2 separate regions of the Zea mays genome follow, and region 1 is linked to region 2. The links are chromatin contacts, called in public Hi-C maps. All regions are on one chromosome and are shown on one strand. Each heading gives the region's core, a stretch centred on a gene start, on an enhancer-like site or on the middle of the called end of the contact. The rest is flanking DNA. Distances are from core to core; before and after follow the strand shown. Region 1 has its middle 130 kb from the start of LOC100278031. Region 2 holds the start of LOC100383870 (Putative clathrin assembly protein).

Region 1 (3,263 bases), core at 258-2,757, 660 kb before region 2:
CACTTCATAGCACTAACAAAATGACATGATGCTGCCTTTTACTACCTCCTCCATTCAAAAAAAAGTTAACAGTGTCATATATTTATGACGCTGTGTCAGCTGCTAGTACTGTGAAACTGGATTTGACCCTCAAACTAAAGCTGCTAGTGGCTCATATATATATGTCTCTCGCGAGGCATGTGGAAGATGGAAAGTGTGTGTTGTTTAAAAGTTGCTATACGCATGGCATGGCAGTGTTAGGACATGTAGGTTGCGCTTGAGGAGATTTGAGCTGATCAGTGTGCAGTGGGAGTCAACAATGGCTGCCCATCATGGCGCAAAAACGAAGGGTCTAGCCGCCAAAGTGAAGGTGCTTTCCTTGCATGCAGCAATCAGCATGCTCGTCGACCTCAAGTGTCCTTGCATTTGTCCCCTAACCACTGCACTGTCTGTAGGGGGCACCTACTCGCGGCGTGAGATCTCTCTGGTGAGCAGCGTGGCAGCTCATGCAGCCATGCAGTGCCTGCTGGGGGAAGGATGAGGACGGTCGGTCTGAGATGGTCATGGAGGGCAGCAGTGGAGCGACACTGCCTCTGTGACTGTGAGGAAGAAAGTGCTCTTTTATACGTATGTATGTAGAGAATGTTGTACTGTTGACATGTGGATTCCATAGACGACATGTGGACTGTCAAGAAAACAGTGTACTGGATGATCCTTCAGTTCCTCGGTATATATAGCAATAACTAGAGTCCATGTACGTGTCCCCTGAATAATATATGAAAACAAAAAAAAATTCTGGTTGAAAACTGTTAAACACAAACTCGTTTCTTGTGATCCAATCCAAATAGGTCAGCGACAAACCACATTCCCTGTCAGCAATAGAATATTTTGTTCTCATCCTCTCAAATTTATTTCAGTATCAAATAAGCGCTCAATATAGGTTGATAGAGAGCCTGGCATGATAACAGTGACGAATAAAAGGGGACATGTTTAACAGCTATATATTTGCTATAGAAGCAACAAAATGTATTATCATTCTAATCCTCCACTTACTCAGAACGACATTAATTGATATCACAATAAGCGTGCGTTCTCTGATGAACCTTCTGAGGACTAGGACTGTTGTGTCTTTGAAAAAAATCACACGTCTGATTAGTTGGTCATAGGAGTAGCATTATTTGTATAGTGTAATATTGTCACGCTTTTACAAGTTATTGACGAATGAGACCTACATAGCAGAAAAAAAATCTTGTCATAATTGTAGCTCTAAACCAAACGTATGCCTAACTTGCTAACATTAGACGTGGTAAATTGTGGAAGATGAATCAACAAACCAAACAGCCCTTAAGAAACCGACTATTTCGATGTCCATTATTTCGGTTCGGTGTTCAGTGCACACTGATCACCGAAATTTCCTTGCCCCTTACAACTCGCACCACGAGTCGCTGTTGTCGCTCTGTGCATCTTGCTTAGACCTGCTTCGAAGCCCATGTTGTTGGCCTGCTGCCGCCGCGGTTTCTTGACCGTAAAGAAAGAGTGCTGGGCTGTAAGAGCGTTGGCTTGTTGAGCTGGGATGGCGAGTGGCCCATGTGATCTATGTACTCTTTCTTTACTTTTTGGTTTATATGGTATATTTCTTTTTTTATATTTTTATACTACTTTCATTTATTTTTTTATTTTACTCTACTTAATTAATTTCTTAAGTTTTTTTCTTCTATTTATTTTGCCTTTCATTTTCTCTTTTCTTTTTATTTTATCTGTTTCATGTATTTCATTAAATTACTCTAATAATTTATTTTTATTAATTATTTTCAATTTGTTTGTTTGTTTTTTTACTTACATGAAATACATATCATATGTATATGTTGTACATGTTTTTTTTAAAAAATTATTCTAGATTTTAGTTTTCCTTTCCATCTAGTTTATTTTGGTTTGATTATTTATTTCTATAAATATTGTGTTCGTGAGATGCTGCATGATCTTGATTCTTTACATAGGATCCATATAAGGCTAGATATCGAGCTAGCTTGGCTTGGCTCAACTCGTTAAGGAACCGAGCCAGAGAACCGACTCGGGTTGGCTCGTTTTCTAGATCAAGCTGGCTCATTTAGCTCACGAGTCATAGAAAAGCTATATACATACATATATATGCCAACATAATCAGTTGCTCGTTAACTCTAAACCAATTTAACATCACTAGCATATAGGTCGTGTTAACACTACGATCCTGAAGAGTGGAGTAGTCGATGACGGCAACAACGCGAGTGAAGGAAGGGGGAGGGGCGGTGGTGTCAAAGGGGAAGAAGGGGTAGGCTGGGGGCGGCGGGGTCGCCGGGAAGGAGGAGGGGGAGGGGGAGGGTTGATCTAAATAATATTGTCTATTAGATTTGAGTGGGTAAGAGAGAGGTTTATACAACGATCTGAAATGTTGGTCTTGATTGTGTGTTAAGATTGGTGTTTTTTGGTGGATTTAGTGGATGCTATAGGTGTGGGTGTCAGTTGGCTAAGGGTCTGTTTGGTTGGGCTGTGGCTGTGGAAAAAGTTGCTGTGGGCTGTGAGCTGTGGAAAAAGCTGCTGTAGGCTGTGTGCTGTTAAAAAGCTAAAAATCGTTTGGTGGAAACCACTAAAAATCGTTAAAATTTCTTCGATATATGTTTTCACAGTTCCATCCAAAAGCCACTAAAAGCAGGTCTAGGGGTGCTTTCAGTTTTGCACTACGAGAAAGTCGGCTTTTAGAAAAAGCTGCTTCCTGGATTCAGCCCTTTGGTTGGCTTTTGGCTTTTAGGGGGCAAAAGCCAAAGCCAAAAGCCAAACCAAACACACCCTAAGTTTTGTATAGTTTAAATTGGTGGATTATATAGTGCATTAGATAAAGGAGTAATGTTGCTCATATTTTTACAGACCACATTAATTTAACAACAAACTAACATAGTTCACTCATCTGTTCATTCAACATAAGTACGCAATACACATGTTCACTAGTTTAACTCGCATACACAATTACACATACCAGTTTACCACATGCCACAAGCACATATATGTAAACATGTTCATCTGTTCATGCGTAAATGATATGTAACGCAATGCAACAATCTAGTATACAAAATTTTAAACACTAGGCCATCAAACCCAAGTAGTCATCAATGAGGCTAGCTAGGGGTGGGCGTTCTGGTTACCCGAAAAATTTGGGCTGGGTAATTTAGGTAATTTAAATTTTGGATTCTAAGAATCGGTACTCGAAATTACAACGGGTTTTACAATACCCGAAAATTCGGGTACCCAAA
Region 2 (3,335 bases), core at 50-2,549:
AGACAGATCTGTTAAGCAGGAATCCATTGTTGCGCTGTGATATGACAGTCACACATCTGAGTTTCCTGAGCAGGTACACACAATATAGATAAACAAAACTACAGCAGTACGATCAATAAAAAAATGTGATCACAAGCCAATAGTTAGATGCAATACATGAATATTTTTTAAAGACTGCAATCCATGAACACCCGATTTAAATTTGCCTGCATTCATCGTCAACTGAATCCCTGCACCCCTTGCGAGCAGAATGGGTGCGAAGGATAGCTCAAAATTTCTAGGGAAAGGCGCACTACATTGCACAAACACAAGCAAATAATCATCGGTAAAACTAGCGGCCGTAGGCAAATATTAATCACAACAAACACACCGATCTATAGCCAGCAATGCTCTGCACTAAGGCCTATCGCGTGCCGAATGTGCAAGGCTTGAACTCGTCCATCCAGATGCAATTAGTCGAGAGCAAGCTGGTCGGATCGGATCGGAGCGATCCGCGGTGCGCCAGCCACGGCCAGATCGGATACTATTGGGAAAGGAGAGACAGGGAGCCGCGGACTCACCTCCCGCGCTGCCGGCGAGGGACGGGGCAGCGGATCTAGTGCTTCCCACCGGTCCTCTCCATCTCCTCGAGGTGGGCGAGGTGGGCGCGCTCCCAGGGCAGATTGACGAAGTAGGAGAAGATCATCCCTCCGATGCAGACGTGGTAGAGAGGGTCCGGCGAGCTCGTGTCGATGTACTTCTCGATGTAGCGGTCGACGGCCTGGTCGGCGCTCTTCTTGACGTTGTCCCAGGTCAAGCGCGGCTTCAGGTAAGCCGGCACGTCGCGGACCTTCATGCTCCGGATCTCGTTGTACAGGGCACGCAGCGCCATGGCTGGCTGGTCTCTCGGCTCCGGGCTCTCTCGCTCGCTAGGGTTTGCTCGTCGGCGTGGGTGGGTGGGGATGGGGAGTAAGGGAAAGGGGAATTTGTTGGAGGAATCGAGAGATGGGGGTTCTTGGGCCGGGCCGGGCCGGGCCGGGCCTGTGTTGACTCGTGTAGTTGCTGGGGCATGGCATTTTAAGCCATGAGGCCCACGTAAGGCCCACAAGGCAGAGACGGCGGAGCGCGTCTGTCTTCGTCCTCCTCCCTCCCACATCCCACGCATACCGGTTCGGGCAGATACAAATGGCGGCAAGGCATCCCTCGTTCCCTCTCTTTCTCCCTCTGCTGGACCACCGCCACCAACCGCAGGCTAAAATTAGCGAGAGAGGTGTGCGGTGGGAAGGCGTGCAGGTATGGGGGGAAGCAGCAGGGGGTGGCGGCGAGGTGGCATTAGAGATTGGAAGGAGGGAGGGAGGAGGCGAGGTGAGAGAGGACGAAGAGGGCGCATCGTGGGTTGGGTGATCACGGCCTGATGGGGTCGTGGCGCAAGGCCTACGGCGCCCTCAAGGACTCCACCAAGGTCGGCCTCGCCAAGGTCAACAGCGAATTCAAGGTGAGCCATGGCGATCGCGATCCGGTTACCGTGGATTCCGAGTTCTCACCAACTGTCTGTCTGATGCCCTCTCTGTTTGTCTGGGAAAAAAAAGGAATTGGATATTGCAATTGTGAAGGCAACCAACCATGTTGAATGCCCTCCCAAGGAACGGCACGTCAGAAGTGAGTACTAGTCATCCTGTCCCCCCTCCGTCTTCTACATTGGATGGATCTTCCTTCCTGTCCCACCCCCCACCCCACCCCCAATTTGTGTGGCATTCTGATTCTCGTCTTGCGGCGCAGAAATACTCTTGGCGACCTCAGCAAACCGCCCTCGCGCAGACCTCTCGTACTGCATATACGCATTGTCAAGGAGATTGTCCAAGACAAAGAACTGGATAGTGCGTGTTCTTCCTCGTTGCCACTTTTTACTGATGATTCCTTCGACCGCGCCATGTGTCGAACCCATGGTTTTAACTAACGCATATCCAACGTTCGCGTCACAGGTTGCGCTCAAGACATTGATAGTGGTGCATAGGCTTCTGAGGGAGGGCGATCCCATGTTCAAGGAAGAGTTCCTGGCCTACTCATCCAGAGGGAACATCTTGCACATAGCCAATTTCAAGGACGACTCGAGCCAGTCAGGCGAGTTTCTTGTACTACCATCCTGCTGGCTGGGAGTCTCTGTAATTTCCGTTGCCCTGCCGAATGATGAACCAATCCATCCATCCTTGACTTGTCAGCTTGGGATTGCTCCGCATGGATTCGCGCCTATGGATGCTTCCTGGAGGAACGGCTCGAGTGCCTCAGGGTTCTCAGATACGACATCGAAACCGAGCGTCTCGTCAGATATCCCCAGACTTCCAGCAAGGTCCTCTTTTTCTGTCTTCTGAAATTTGATGCACGGCACTTTGATGGTGTAGAGACTTTTCGTCTTATGGCTGTGTACATGTTCCGTCATCCTGAAAAAAAAAACAGGTACATAGTAAAACCAGGACCCTGCCTAGCCCGGAACTCTTGGAGCAGTTGCCTGCACTGCAGCAGCTGCTTTTCAGGGTTGTCGGCGTCCAGGTCTGACACGCCAAACCTCTCCTGCTAGGCTTTCTTAATAAGTTGTTTAAGCTTGCTTGTTGAATGCCTGTTGCACTAGTTACCCCCTTCTTTGTCAATTCCAGCCTGAAGGCGCTGCCTGCTCAAATTACCTTATTCAGTACGCACTAGCCCTGGTAAGCTGCAAGCCTGCAACTGCAGACATCTCATTTCTTGCCAATCATTCCCCATCTTGCTTGCAAGATATTTTGTGTTCTACTAGCTCTCTCTTATCCAGCTCTTGCGATCTTTAGGTTCTGAAGGAGAGCTTCAAGATCTACTGCTCAATTAACGATGGCATCATCAATCTCGTCGATATGGTAAAGTAGCAATTCTACCACATGAACCATGGTTTTCTTTGTCGCCGAATCGTGATGATAATTTTCTTGCTCTGGCCGGTCTGATCCAGTTCTTCGAAATGCCGAAGTACGACGCAATCAACGCTCTGGCGATTTACAAACGAGCTGGCCTGCAGGTATGTAAATTTCTCTTGGCATGCCGATCTTACCAAATAGTTCTCAGAATAAAGTAGTTTTGGTCTGTCAAATCCATTCACAGGCAGAGAACCTTGCCGAGTTCTATGACTTCTGCAAACAGCTTGAGCTTGCCAGGACGTTCCAGTTTCCTACTCTCAGGCAGGTTAGTTACTTTATCTCTACATCTTGATATTGCCGTCTTGATTTAGAGTTGTTAGAGTATGTGCTCATCAGTCATCACGACTGTTCTGCAGCCACCCGCATCGTTTCTTGCAACGATGGAAGAGTACATCAGAGAAGCACCCCGACCCTCGA

What was found. Hi-C and Micro-C count contacts between places; a contact is called where the count stands out from the background.
Region 1: a Hi-C map of leaf mesophyll shows a contact between it and region 2, with 2.6 times the contacts expected there. The contact joins the enhancer-like site here to the promoter of LOC100383870 in region 2. A contact is called at or near these places in 2 of 25 Hi-C or Micro-C datasets (leaf mesophyll and tassel).

The regions. Positions count from the first base shown.
Region 1 is chr5:90,097,210-90,100,472 of Zm-B73-REFERENCE-NAM-5.0, reverse strand. No RefSeq gene overlaps it. Among protein-coding and RNA genes, the nearest start is that of LOC100278031, 130 kb to the right of the region's middle. Within about 2 kb of position 1,507, at least 15 of the 20 cell types and tissues checked have an H3K27ac peak or open chromatin away from gene starts, as enhancers often do. A contact at or near this core is called in leaf mesophyll and tassel, where this site is marked.
Region 2 is chr5:89,434,206-89,437,540 of Zm-B73-REFERENCE-NAM-5.0, reverse strand. It overlaps LOC100383870 (Putative clathrin assembly protein), which reads left to right and starts at 1,299. Exons shown (of 15, transcript NM_001176499.1): 1 at 1,299-1,474; 2 at 1,569-1,638; 3 at 1,759-1,856; 4 at 1,962-2,100; 5 at 2,199-2,326; 6 at 2,434-2,526; 7 at 2,631-2,681; 8 at 2,799-2,864; 9 at 2,954-3,019; 10 at 3,103-3,183; 11 at 3,275-3,335. The coding sequence starts at 1,394. LOC100283793 (fiber protein Fb15) reads right to left here and starts at 1,027. Exons shown (of 2, transcript NM_001156692.1): 1 at 561-1,027. The coding sequence starts at 871. The coding sequence ends at 596.